Regions from separate parts of the Sus scrofa genome. Here all the other regions are linked to region 3. A link is a contact called in public Hi-C and HiChIP or PLAC-seq data. All regions are on one chromosome and are shown on one strand. The core of a region is the stretch at or near the end of the contact, and the rest is flanking DNA. Distances in the headings are between cores, read along the strand shown.

What was found. A called contact is a pair of places that touch in the nucleus more often than the background predicts. HiChIP or PLAC-seq counts read pairs in DNA pulled down with a chosen protein or histone mark.
Region 1: a contact with region 3 is called in a Hi-C map of liver, with 2.1 times the contacts expected there. The contact joins two enhancer-like sites. A contact is called at or near these places in 2 of 47 Hi-C or Micro-C datasets (both in liver) and 1 of 2 datasets of contacts at active chromatin or transcription factors (alveolar macrophages).
Region 2: a contact with region 3 is called in an H3K27ac HiChIP or PLAC-seq map of alveolar macrophages. The contact joins two enhancer-like sites. A contact is called at or near these places in 1 of 47 Hi-C or Micro-C datasets (liver) and 1 of 2 datasets of contacts at active chromatin or transcription factors (alveolar macrophages).

What each region holds. Positions count from the first base shown.
Region 1 is chr2:85,443,372-85,447,808 of Sscrofa11.1, reverse strand. All of the region lies in intron 2 of IQGAP2 (ras GTPase-activating-like protein IQGAP2), which reads right to left. Among named protein-coding and RNA genes, the nearest start is that of F2RL2, 96 kb to the left of the region's middle. Within about 2 kb of position 3,103, at least 11 of the 83 cell types and tissues checked have an H3K27ac peak or open chromatin away from gene starts, as enhancers often do. A contact at or near this core is called in alveolar macrophages and liver, where this site is marked.
Region 2 is chr2:85,418,627-85,422,694 of Sscrofa11.1, reverse strand. All of the region lies in intron 2 of IQGAP2 (ras GTPase-activating-like protein IQGAP2), which reads right to left. Among named protein-coding and RNA genes, the nearest start is that of F2RL2, 120 kb to the left of the region's middle. Within about 2 kb of position 2,079, at least 1 of the 83 cell types and tissues checked has an H3K27ac peak or open chromatin away from gene starts, as enhancers often do. A contact at or near this core is called in alveolar macrophages, where this site is marked.
Region 3 is chr2:85,257,295-85,261,563 of Sscrofa11.1, reverse strand. No RefSeq gene overlaps it. Among named protein-coding and RNA genes, the nearest start is that of IQGAP2, 35 kb to the left of the region's middle. Within about 2 kb of position 1,858, at least 6 of the 83 cell types and tissues checked have an H3K27ac peak or open chromatin away from gene starts, as enhancers often do. A contact at or near this core is called in alveolar macrophages and liver, where this site is marked.

The sequences.
Region 1 (4,437 bases), core at 1,854-4,353, 180 kb before region 3:
CACAGACAACTATATTTAATATCCTATGATAAACCATATTGGTAAAGAATATTTAAATGTATATATAGGTACAAATGAATATATATAATGGTACAAATGAATCATTCTGCTGCACAGCAGAAAACTAACATTGTAAATCAACTATATTTCAATACAAAAAATTTAAAAAAAATTTAAAAACCTATCACAACCAGAAAAGAAAAAAAAGAACTAATTGGCCAAAACTGTATCTAGTATGATTTCTTTCCTTATTTCCTTTAAACTAGAGATATCTTTTTTTTTTTTTTTTTGTCTTTTCTAGGGCTGCACCCATGGCATATGCAGGTTCCCACGCTAGGGGTCTAATCGGAGCTGTAGCCACCAGCCTACACCACAGCCACAGTAACGTGGGATCCGAGCCACGTCTGTGACCTGCACCACAGCTCACGGCAACACCAGATCCTTAACCCACTGAGCAAGGCCAGGGATCGAACCTGCAACCTCAGGGTTCCTAGTCAGATTCGTTAACCACTGAGCCGCAATGGGAACTCCTAAACTATAGGTATCTTATATCCAAAGTTAATCCTTTTCGACGATGTAGAAGAAGACAGATATGAAGACTGGCTCTTCTAGAGACTAAAAGATCAAAAAAGAGTGGCTTTCACAGTAGCCTAGTACAGCATGAGAAGACACTACTGACTGTAAGAGATGTCATTTCAGTATCATTATCAGGAACTCCTTCCTCCCCTGGCCGCATCCTTTGCCCAGCCCTTGATTTCCCCCACCCTCCACTAGCAGCTGTACCAAGGAAGTGACAAACGGGAACTCACTAGATGCCATCAATCATTGTCATGAAGAAGAGAAGGAAAGGAATCCAACATATGTTTTCACAAATGCCTGCGTCCCTCCACTCCCACTCCTCCTCGTCACTGGCACACGGATCTTTTTAAGCAGCCAGCCACTTTTTCAGAGTCCTTCCATGGAAATGGATGGATGTTAGTAGAAGCATCCCAAGTACCATCCTTTTTCCTGTGTACACCTGTATTTACAGGTCACAGTTCACACGCTCTGCAGGCGAGGCTGAGGCAGGGCTTCACACCAACTGGCTACAGTCGATCCCCACTACAAAGAGCAGAAGGACCGATGATGAAAGCCGCAGAGCGCTCCTGCCAGGAGGGATGGAGGATGAGACAGGATGCGTAATACAGGTAGCAGATGGCTCTCCCCAATGTTCTCAAGTCAGAGAACCTGGAGTTCCTTATTTCTCTGCTGACCACCATGACACTTGATAAATCAATTCCTATGGCAACAGCTCTAAGAATAACACTCTAAAAATAAAAGGATGTTTTAAACAGAGGACAGACACTTGCATGCATTCCTGGGAACCGAGAGGCAGAATGCGGCAACCTGCATCACAAGCCAAAGAACAATTTTTTTTCTTTCACTCTATAATCCCCTACTATTCTGGCTCAACAGTAGAAAAGAACAAAAGTTATAATCAAAGACCAACTGTATGCATGAGAATAGTAATTGCAGTGATGCTAAAAACTAAGCAACTAAAAAGTTGTTTCACAAAAGAGATTGTGAAGTTATGGAACATAATATAGATGAAACACAAATTTACGATGACAATTTAGCAAAAGGGAAGGATGTTGACCCAGTAAAGTGAATAAACAATGATACAAAATGCATATGCTTTTTGTTATGTCAGGTATGTCTGCATATGAAATATTTAGAAAGCTGATATACTAGGTTGGTGCAATTCTATGGTTCTCTAATTTTTTTGAAATGTTTGTGCTCAAAAAAAATTAAGACAAAAGAAAAATTGGGGTAAACGTCACTGCAAATGCTTCCACTGTTTTCCAAATCTCAGTTCTGTCACATAAGAATAGGTAGCAACAAAGCAAACGCACATCCAGCAATAAGGATGGAACATGCAGAGCTTAAGGCGGAAAACTAAGAAACAGAGGTAGACACACAATGTGCACAAATTAAACACACATACACACAAGAGATATATTACAAGAATACATGCAGGCTTAAATGATACACTTTATACATATCCCACTGGTCGCCTATGAGAGGGAGGGGACTAGGGAAAAAAGGAAGTAAGTTTTAGGGGGCCAGCATAAACCACGGGCTACCCTGTGACCAGTGAGACTGTGTCCCATAACCTGAAAAGTGTGATTGCTCAACCCCTGTACCCGAGGCCCTCAAAGCTGGACCAGTCATGGTGTGAAGAGTGTAAACTGATACAATTTCAGGCCTTAAGACATTTCCTCTCTAGAACACATCCCACCTCCCAAACAGTAGTTGCTTTATTTGACAGCCATTCTTTCCCATCCCAGGTTCTAATTTTCCTTCTGTTTTCCAAAAGATTAAAAGACTGCAGGAGGAGTTCCCTGGTGGCCTCGCGGTTAAGGATCCAGTGTTGTCACTGCTGTGGCTCGGGTTCACTCCTGGCTCGGGAACTTCTGCATGTCTCTGCTGTGGCCAAAATAAAAGACTGCAGGAAATCATTATTACTGAAAGAAGATTTAATCATATTGCTAGCTGTATGCACAATTTTGTTACACAATTGTATAACAATGGTAATGTGTGTGTATAATTATAAACATAGTAAAATAACCATATGTAACTACTCGGAAATGGTCTCTTATAAGCTACAAAATAAACCAGCAAGAGTGGCTCCATCTGGGAGTGGAACTGAGTGAGAAAAAGACCTAATTTCCACCATGTATTCTCCTTCTGGGACCTCGAAAATTTTGTCCTGTTTGTGTCTTTTCCTCATTTATCTAATAGTTTATTCATTTGGCCCCTCAGGTTTTAGGAGTTTTTTGTATATTAGAGATGTTGGCCCTTTGCGATATAAATTTTCTAGCAGTTTTTTTGTTTTTTATTTGCTAGCTTTGCCTTTGATATGACCAAATAAAAAATTCAAAGCACCTACTTGAGCAGACATTCATTCTGTAGCTATAACATGACAAAAGAAGCTTAAGGAGAAAACGCTGCAACTATACCAGAACCAGCAAGCCAACCCAGTCCTCCTCTCTCACCTGAGTTTCCTACTGGTTTCCTTTCCACCCAGATCCTGTTGACCCGGCTAAACCAGGAGCAGCTCACCAGATGGCAGCATCAGCTGCGGTGCTGGCTGGACTTTCCTGAATGTGTATGTAGGTTAGTAATGTATCAGGGCCCTGCCACCCAGAACATGTTCCCAGGACCAAAGGCAGCTGGTGACTGCTGTCTCTGTCAAACTGGCCCCATCCTTGAGTCTCTACACTTCTTGGCTCTGAGAAGTAGAGATACCCTGGTGATCTAAAGGCAGGGAGACCCTGGGGACTTCAGAACCCTTACACCTTATCAAACAAGGTGTTGTTCAGGAGTTTTTTCAACTAAGGTTCTTTTCTTACAAGTCAGTTCCTGTACTGTCTGTTAGACCAGCTAGAAAGCAGTGCCTGTGGCACCAACCCCGACAGCATGTTCGGGCACTGGGCACCATACATACCATCCACAGTGACTTCTCACTAAGAAAGCCTTTGTGATGTGTAAGAGTTTCCAGCCAGATAATTAAGTACCATTTCACTAGTCTAACAATTTCATCATTGTTCTGTACTGAAACTGACATCTGAAATAGAGACCACTTTTTTCTGTGGCAAACGCTTACAGAGCAGGGCGGGGATGCAGGTCCACAGAGATAATGAGCAATCTTGTCCCATCTACCTGGGGTGGGGGTGGGGTGGGGGTGGGAGTGGGGGTGGGGAGCGACAGACAAGTGGAGCTTTTAGGGGGAAAGGACAAGAAGCAGCCGGAGAATAAACCTCAGTGAAGTAAGAAAGTCAAAATTCAAACTCTATAGCTGAATATGATGTCCAGGTAGGAAAAAGTAGACAGACTGGGAAAGAGTGATGGACATGAAAAGAAACCTTCTGAAAAGGAGGAGATACACGCCAGGGTTCCCCTCTCTGGTAGGAAGCACAAATCATCCTGACTAACTGAGCGACCAACAACAAGGATTCCAGCTGCACGGCCTGGACAAATGGCCTAGAGTGTGTCAGAGAAGGAACCTAGAGAGTGGAGGCAGGGAGGCAAGGCAGCTTAAACCACCTCGATGCATCTTCAGATTCTTCTACCACCACCATCAAGTTCACTTAAATGTTTCACCTCCGTGCAGTCATCAGTGACCACACAGACAGAGAGACAGGCTGCAAACCACAAGGAGTCACACGAAGGTTTTAGGCAATAGGAGCTGGCTATAAGAGAACACTATTACACCCTGGCATTCTTAGGTTTCAGGAAACACGGCTTGACGGACAGTATAAGCCAGCTCTGTGCAATAACAAATCATGCAGCGAGGGTGTTCTGGGGCTGGCTTGGGTTTCACACCACCTTCTTTTCATGGCAGCAAGACAGCCTCATCTAGCACCTTCCAGTACTGATTATCTGTGAGAAGCCCAT
Region 2 (4,068 bases), core at 830-3,329, 160 kb before region 3:
TTACGGTTTCCAAAAGAGACAGGTTGGGGGATGGGGGGATGCGCTGGGGGTTTGGAATGGAAATGCTATAAAATTGGGTTGTGATGATCATTGTACAACTATAAATGTAAAATAGAAAAATTCATTGAGTAACATTAAAAAACCCATCAAAACCCAAAATAAATAAATAAATAAATTTCAGTCCTTAAGTAATCAAAAAAAAAAATGTTGAAAGTCAGTCATCTCTGCAGTCTATTTGCCAATTCTCTATAAACTGCAACATCTTGTTTCTCTCATCATCCCAGGTAACAGCTTGCTCTTTATATCTCTCTCCTGCTTCGGGATAAGGAAAGCCACAGAGAAGCAGGAGAGGCTGACTGTGGGCATCAAGGGTCAGAAGGCAGTCCCTATTAGCTCAGTGGATTAAGAACCCACTGTAGTCTCTATGGGGATGCAGGTTCAATCCCTGGCCTCGCTCAGCAGCCTAAGGATCCAGCATCACCATAAGCTGTGGTCAGTTGCTGTGGCTGTGCTGTAGGCTGGCAGCTGCAGCTGCGATTCAAACCCCAGCCTGGGAACATTCAGATGCCAGAGGTGCGGCCCTAAAAAGAAAGAAAGAAAAAAAAAAGTGGTCAGAAAGGCTGGACCCATACAGGGTCCCTGAGGGGGTGGGGCTGGCCTCAGGTCACTGCAGTTCTCCTGATTCCAACAGCTCTCGGGAGGCAGGAAGTGCCCCCAAGACAAGCCAGCACACACCTTCTCAAAGCTGTTTAGACACTGTCTCCATCTGTTCCCGTTAACAGCTTCCTTCTGCCCAGGCGAAGCTCTCCCCTCTTATCTGGCTTGAGTTACTGCCAGTTTGTTTTCATAAAGATCCCTATCTTGGCCAGACACTGGGAAATAAGTGAGACGACAAATCTGGTTTTGATGAAAAGGAGGCATTAAATGGGGTGTTAGTATTACCCAGGGGACAGGGAAACTCAACCAGACTTACCTCGAAGACCTCAGGACCTGGCCGAAGGCAGGAGTCAAACACTATGGTCTCCTGCCTTTAAAGCCATTAGGGAAAAAGAAGGCTTGCTGGGTACTGTGCAAGGAACAGCTCGAGGGCTGCCAGAAAAAGAACTCGCCCTGGTGCCCTGGAGGTACATCTGCTTAAGGCAATAGTCACGCAAAACCAAGGTTTCCACTCTTCTGAGTTTCCCCTAACAGCAAGTAATCAAGGCAGACCTTCACATGTGAAACCAGAATCTGATAGTGTAACCAGACTTTGGGGGGCTCCGCAGGTACAGAAGGTGTGATCCAAGAAGGTAGCAGACTCTCCCCACCATCCCCTTCCAGAAGCAGCCAAGACATGCTCATTCCCTTAGCCAAGCAATCATCAGGGGAACAAATGGGCTGAGGGGCAAGGCTACTTCTAATCAAAATCTGTACAACCAGCAAAAAGCTCTCTACAAGCCAAGGCTTCGGATCACAAGGCAAGAGGGTCATTCCCTGAAGAGTGTCCTTCTCAAATGTGATAACGCTTTCTCCCCTTCATATTATACCCAAATCCACCCCTTAAGGGCCAATCACTTTTAAGAACATCTAAAGGTGAAAGGAATTCTCTGCTGTCAATATAATCTGTGTTTCTAGCTTCCTTCCTTAGTGAAAAGTCCACCCGAGCCTATTAGCAGGTGTACCAAGTTCATTTTATAATAGAACTGCCAAGGAGGGCCTGGTGGCTCAGCATTAACAAACCCAACTAGTATCCATGAGGATGCAGGTTTGATCCCTGGCCTCACTCAGTGAGTTAAGGCTCTGGCATTGCCGTGAGCTGCGCTGTAGGTCGAAGACACAGCTCATATCCCAAGTTGCTGTGGCTGTGTCGTAGGCTGGCAGCTGCAGTTCTGATTCAACCCCTTGCCTGGGAACTTCCATATGCTGGGGGTTCGGCCCTAAAAAAAAAAAAAAAAAAAGACCAAAAAAATGTTAAAAATAAAAATATAATAGAGCTGGTAAAAAGAAAGCCAGTTAGAGGAACCAGCATGGGTCAAGTGACCATCTTTCCATGCTCTTCTGAAGCTTTCCAATCACTCCACAAAGTAGCTACCACCCATTCCTTTACAGCTGACGAAACAGTGAGTGTGGTTAATTTGGCCAAGGTCACACAGCCAGTAAATGGCCAAACTGATATTCGAGCCAAGTTCCTCTAACCAGTGGCGATCTTATGGGCTTCTGATCTGGGGACTGGCGCAGGAAAAGAATTACGTTTTACTTTTCATTTACCTCTACCTGAAATTCAGTATTTTTCTTCAATTCTGAATGCAAGCAACCAACCACCATAGTTACTGGCAGAATCTGACTTCCTCAATATATTTTCACATCACTTTATGGCTGCTGTCAATTTCAAAATATCATTTATGCTGATCACAACTTAAAAGTTAGAGTTGTCATAAGATCCACCACAAGAACTGTGTATTTGTAAAGAAGAACATACTACTCTATCACACAGTTTTTTTCTGAAGTATTTTGATAATTGTATTTTCTTTTCTTTTCTTTTGGTTTTTTGTCGTTTTAGGGCCACACCCGCAGCATATGGAGGTTCCCAGGCTAGGGGTCTAATCGGAGCTGCAGCCGCCAGCCTACACCACAGACACAGCAACACGGGATGCAAGCCACGTCTGTGACCTACACCACAGCTGACGGCAACAATGAATCCTTAACCCACTGAGCGAGGCCAGGGATGGAACCCGCAACCTCATGGTTCCTAGTCAGATTCGCTAACCACTGAGCCATGACAGGAACTCCTGGTAACTGTATTTTCAATACAATTGGTTTCCTTTGTAATCCTATTCATCTTATGTAAAACGTAATTCTGAGAGGACTTCTATAGGCTTCTCAGACTGCTAAAGAAGCCCCTGGCATACATAAAACTAAGAACCCCTGCTCTGATCCCAAAGCCTACCTCTTTCTTTATTTCCCCACCCAGCCTGCTTCACACTCTTTTCTTCTGTGGTTCTCTCTTCCCAGACTATCTTAAAAAGGCTGCCCACACAGAACTCTTTTTTAAAGCCATCAGGGAAGAATCAACAACTAAATCAGCTAATGCACTGTCTGCCATCAAGTACTACTTATATTTATGTTTGCACGACTCCAGATTTTTAGTATCAAATTAGCTTTAAGTATGATGGGCCAACACCCAGCTTGTCATTTTGCTGACATGAAGAATGACACAGGTGCTCCATTTATCAGAAAGCCTCGAAGTGGCTCGCATTTGCCTGCCAGCATGAAAAAATTTCCACCAGCAAACAGTGAAACCACTGGTTAAATCAAAAAAGCAGTATTATAAAACAACAGTAAACTAACCCAGAGATGGCTGTTAGCCGCCAAGATTCTCTGAGTATCAGGTAACATCTCTCTCCTACTTGAAAATGCAAAGACAGACTCCGCTCGCCCCCAGATCCGGATTTTCCGGCAGTCTCACGGGGGTGCATTTGAACACCACGCCAGGCTGACATGCAGAATGGAGAGGCGTGGGATTCTTCAATGACAACAAGGCAGAGCAAAAGAGAGCTTCCTCGCTGACTCTGCTGGCACAAGGCATGCACTGGTGATAAGTTATATACACAGTTTCATTGGGTCACACAGACATAAAGTAGATTAGTAGGGAAGAATAACACATTTCAACTCTTCCTTCCTTCTTCTTTGGCCACACCTGCAGTATCTGGAAGCTCCTCCGCCAGGGGTCAAATCAGAGCTGCGGATGCCAGCCTATACCACAGCCACGGCAGCTCCAGACCCTAACACCACAACTCATGGCAATGTCAGATCCTTAACCCACTGAGCAAGGCCAGGGATCAAACCCACATCCTCACGGACATTATGTGGGGTTCTTATTCCACTGAGCTACAATGGAACTCCTATTTCAGTTTTTTAATAGTGAGTCTGACATTGCAAAACTTCCCCCTAAATCTTTAATGACGCCATTTCTGTTAACTTTCTTTTCAAATCTTCCATTCAATACACACAAGAATGTGAGCACTGCAGTTATAAGGGTAAAGGATTTCTTTAATATAAAAATGTTTCTTAGTTGATTCAACTGGGCCA
Region 3 (4,269 bases), core at 609-3,108:
GGTAGCTAAAAACAGACACAGAGGTCAATGGGATAGAATAGAGAGCCTAGAAATAAATCCGTACATATATGATAAATTAATTTATGACAAGGGAGCCAAGAATGTACAATTGGGGAAAATGATACTGGGAAAACTGGACAGCCATGTTGTAAAAGAATGAAACTGGACTGTGATCTTATACCCTAGATATTATTATTATTTTATATATATATAATATATGATATTATATATGTATGTGTTTTCCAGTATATATATACATAATTATTATTATTATTTTGTTTACACCCACGGCATATGGAAGTTCCCAGGCTAGGGGTCAAATCGGAGCTCTAACCGCTAGCCTACACCACAGCCACAGCCATGCCAGATCCAAGCTGCATCTGCAATCTACACCACAGGCTTTGCAGCAACGCTGGATGCTTTAACCCACTGTGTGAGGCCAGGGATCAAACCTGCATCCTCATGGATACTAATCAGATTCTTAACCCTCTGAGTGACAATGGGAACTCCTATCTATTATTATTCAGCCATCAAAAGGAAATCTTGGAGTTCCCATCGTGGCTTGCCATTTGTGACAACATAGATGGATCTTGAGGGCATTATGCTAAGTGAAATAAGTCAGACGGAGAAAGATAAATACCATATGATATCATTTATATGTGGGGTCTAAAACAAACCAAAACAGAACTCAAACAACCAATAAACAACTAAGCTCACAGATACAGAGAACAGATTAGGAGTTGCCAGAGTTGGGAGCTGGTGGAATGGGTGAAGGGGGTCAAAAGTTACAAACTTTCAGCTGTGAAATAAATAGGATGTAATGTATAGCATGGCGAGTCTAGTTAACGATACTATATTGCATATTTGAAAGTTGAAGAGAGCAAACCTTAAAAAAAATTTGTAACTATATATGATGACAGACATTAACTAGATTTATTGTGGTGATCATTTTGCAATATATACAAATATCAAATCATCATTTTACACACCTAAAACTAATATAATGCTATATCTCAGTTATAGAGTGATAAATAAAAATTATTACAAAAAAATTAAGTGTATGTTTGTTTATATATAAAGAAAAGGAAACATTATTTTCACATGTCACATGAATGGAGAAGTGAGAGTGCCGCATCAGAAGTGGTGAAGAATGGTTTTATGTACCAATTTTTAAACATAATTAATTGCTTACTCATCCCAAATGGCTTTCAGTTGTCTTGACCCATTTTTAGTTACTTTAACTAGCATTACATTCTGTTGAAAATGACAGAAAACCTTATCACAGTTAAGAAGTCAAGCACCTTCTATCCTCTTGTCTTGTCATCCTCAAGTTGGCTTCGACCCCATGGTCCGAAAAGACTGCTTGAGGTCCAGCCATCATGTCAGTATTCCGGGCAGTCCGACCTTTCTGGAAATTATATGCAACACTTCCACCTACACCCCCTTGGCTAGAAGTTAGACATAGGGCTACTTCTGTCCACAGGGGAAGCTGGGAAATGTCATATTTGTTCTGTGCCTATGTATCTAGCTAAAAAAGAAGAAAACAGATACAAGGGCCACCAAGAGTGGCAGCTGGGGACCTCTGGGGCTGGATGATATAAATATTCAGGAGGAAACACTTTTTGCTATTATGCTGTAATAATGATAATGACTTTCCTAAAAAGGTCAAGTGCCTTTCATGTATGACTACAGGGCACAACATTGCTCCTGGTCTTGGCAGAGCATAACTTCCCAAAGAGAGGCAGTGCTCAGCTGGAGGCCGAGAGGAACGGACCCTTAGAACAGGATCAGGGCACCCGTCTAGCCTGGTTAGCGTCAGTGGGCAGACAGAAGAAACACGGGTTCCTCTGTGGTCGTTCCCAGCACCAGCCACTCAGGTCACCTGATTTTCATCTCTTGGAATCACGACAAATCATGAGTTCTGATGACTTGCAACATGAGCTGTGGGGAAATTTAAAGGAGCCTGCAGTTTAAAATCACATGAGCATATTCAACAAATGAAACATGTTTGTGTCCTCCAGAGACTGTCTAATCCCTATTTGGTTTGCTTGGCTCCAATCTCACATCATGGGCCAGAACCGTGTATTTCAGGGGTCGAGCCACAGCCCCTGCAGAAGCAATGCCATGTAGTTATGTTGTGAGCCACTCGGGAAGTCCAAGAACTGCGTATTTCGGATGGTAGAATGTCTTCCATTGAAAATAAAGACGAGTGGTCAGAAATCAAATGATGTCTTCAGCTGTCAGTGAAAAGCGGCTTTTAAGTGAAGCTTATGTTTCCTAGATTAAACCATAATTGGAAAACAGATTCATTCATTTGCTTGTTCAGTCACCAAGTCAAGCATCGCATGGATGTCTCTGTGCCCTTGGCAGGTCTACAGAGATGGCCTTGAAAAGCCTGGTGGCATCTGACAGATGTGCCAGTGTCCATGGTTTCTATTGATTCTATATGTTTCTTGGCTTTTCTCTCAGCTGAGAAAGAGCATTAATTAGGAAGCAGGAGTTCAGGTCTCTTGAATGTTCTGAAGCCTCGTTTGCTCCATGGTATGCTTCGTGGTTGAGTTAGATAAGGGGTCTCAAGTAAAATTCCTTGAGTGGCTGGGCATGTAAAGTAAAAAAGTGAAGTGGACCTTGGCTTAAGAAAAATAGAGGGGAGTTCCTGTCATGGCACAGCAGAAACGAATCTGACTAGGAACCATGAGGTTGCAGGTTCGATCCCTGGCCTCACTCAGTGGGTTAAGGATCCTCTGTTGCCATGAGCTGTGTTGTAGGTCGCAGATGTGGCTCGGATCCCGAGTTGCTGTGGCTCTGGCGGCTATAGCTCTAATTGGACCCCTAGCCTGGAAACCTCCATATGCCGTGGGTGTGGCCCTAAAAGGACAAAAGACAAAAAAAAAAAAAAAAAAAAAGAAAGAAAAATAGAGGCAGAGGTCTGTTTTGCTTTCCTCTTAACTCAGCTTTAAGAAAAACAACTGTGTGGGCCAGTGATCAATAGTCACCAATGAAGCTTCAAAACCGAGGAGCTACAGGGAGCAATGGGGCCTGGGGTCACCTGCAGAAGACAGGTCCCTGCCAGGTGGGGCTGCGGTTGCTTGTCTTCAGTGAGGACTGAGGGGGTGAGTGCTGCCAGGTCTTCTGACTCTTCGAGAGAATTGAGAAATATGGATTAATTTTCCTTTGTGAAATTTTGTATTTTCTGATTTAGGGGCAACTAATTCAAACCTTTTTTAAAAAAGTCCCATGCCAGTCAATCTTGTATAGGCCAAGCTAAACAAGCTTGTTTTGTAGGGCCGCCTGATCATGGTTTCTGGGTTACACTGTAGTCCATGGAGCAGTAATTCTCAAGTCAAGATTCCACCTTCTGGAGTTCCTGTTGTGGCTCACCGGGTTAAGAACCTGACATAATATTCATGAGGATGTGAGTTCAATCCCTGGTCTCGCTCAGTGGATTAAGGATCCGTGTTGTCGCAAGTTGGGGTGTAGTTACAGAGGCAGCTTGGATCCAGTGTTGTTGTGGCTGTGGCGTAGGCCGGCAGCAGCCCTTCCAATTCAGCCCTTAGCTCAGGAACTTCCATGTGCCGCAGGTGTGGCCCTAACAAGAAAAGAAAAGAAAAAAAAAAAAAAGATTCTACCTTCAGCAGTTCAAGAGCTTCAGCAGGTCAAAATCCCTAGAAATTACACACTGAGCTTTGTGAGTATACATTTTTGGGGGGAAAGGACTTGTGAGTATCCATAAAGTTAAAAACCTATGACCAGAAAACTTTTAAGATCTACTGAGCAGCCTGGCACGTGTTTTCAGCACTGATTTTCAGAATGCCAAGCCATTCATGATCATGTAATCAGACACTTGATTCACTCATTCATTCATCAAGAGTTACTGAACATTTACTATGGATGAGGCACCTTCTAGGCCCGGAGAATACAGAAACCAATAAAAGAGACCAAGTCTTTTTTGTTCTCGTAAGATATATCCAGCAGAGGGACACAGACGATATCTATAAAAGCAGAAAAGGTCCATGTCATGTCAAGTGGTGATGAGGGCCATGCAAGAGGAGAGAGAGCAGCAAGACTAGGCGGAAAAGGGGGAGTGGAACGGAAAGGCCTCTCTGTTAAGGTTTTACGTGAGCAGAGACCTGGCTGAAATCAGGAAACAAGCCGAGTACTTTTCCAGAAAAGAGCATTCCAGAGGAGGGTGAGATGAAGACACAGGCCTGAGACAGGTACAAACAGCAGTCTGTTACTGGAGCAGCGAGATTAACTCTACCTACTAGT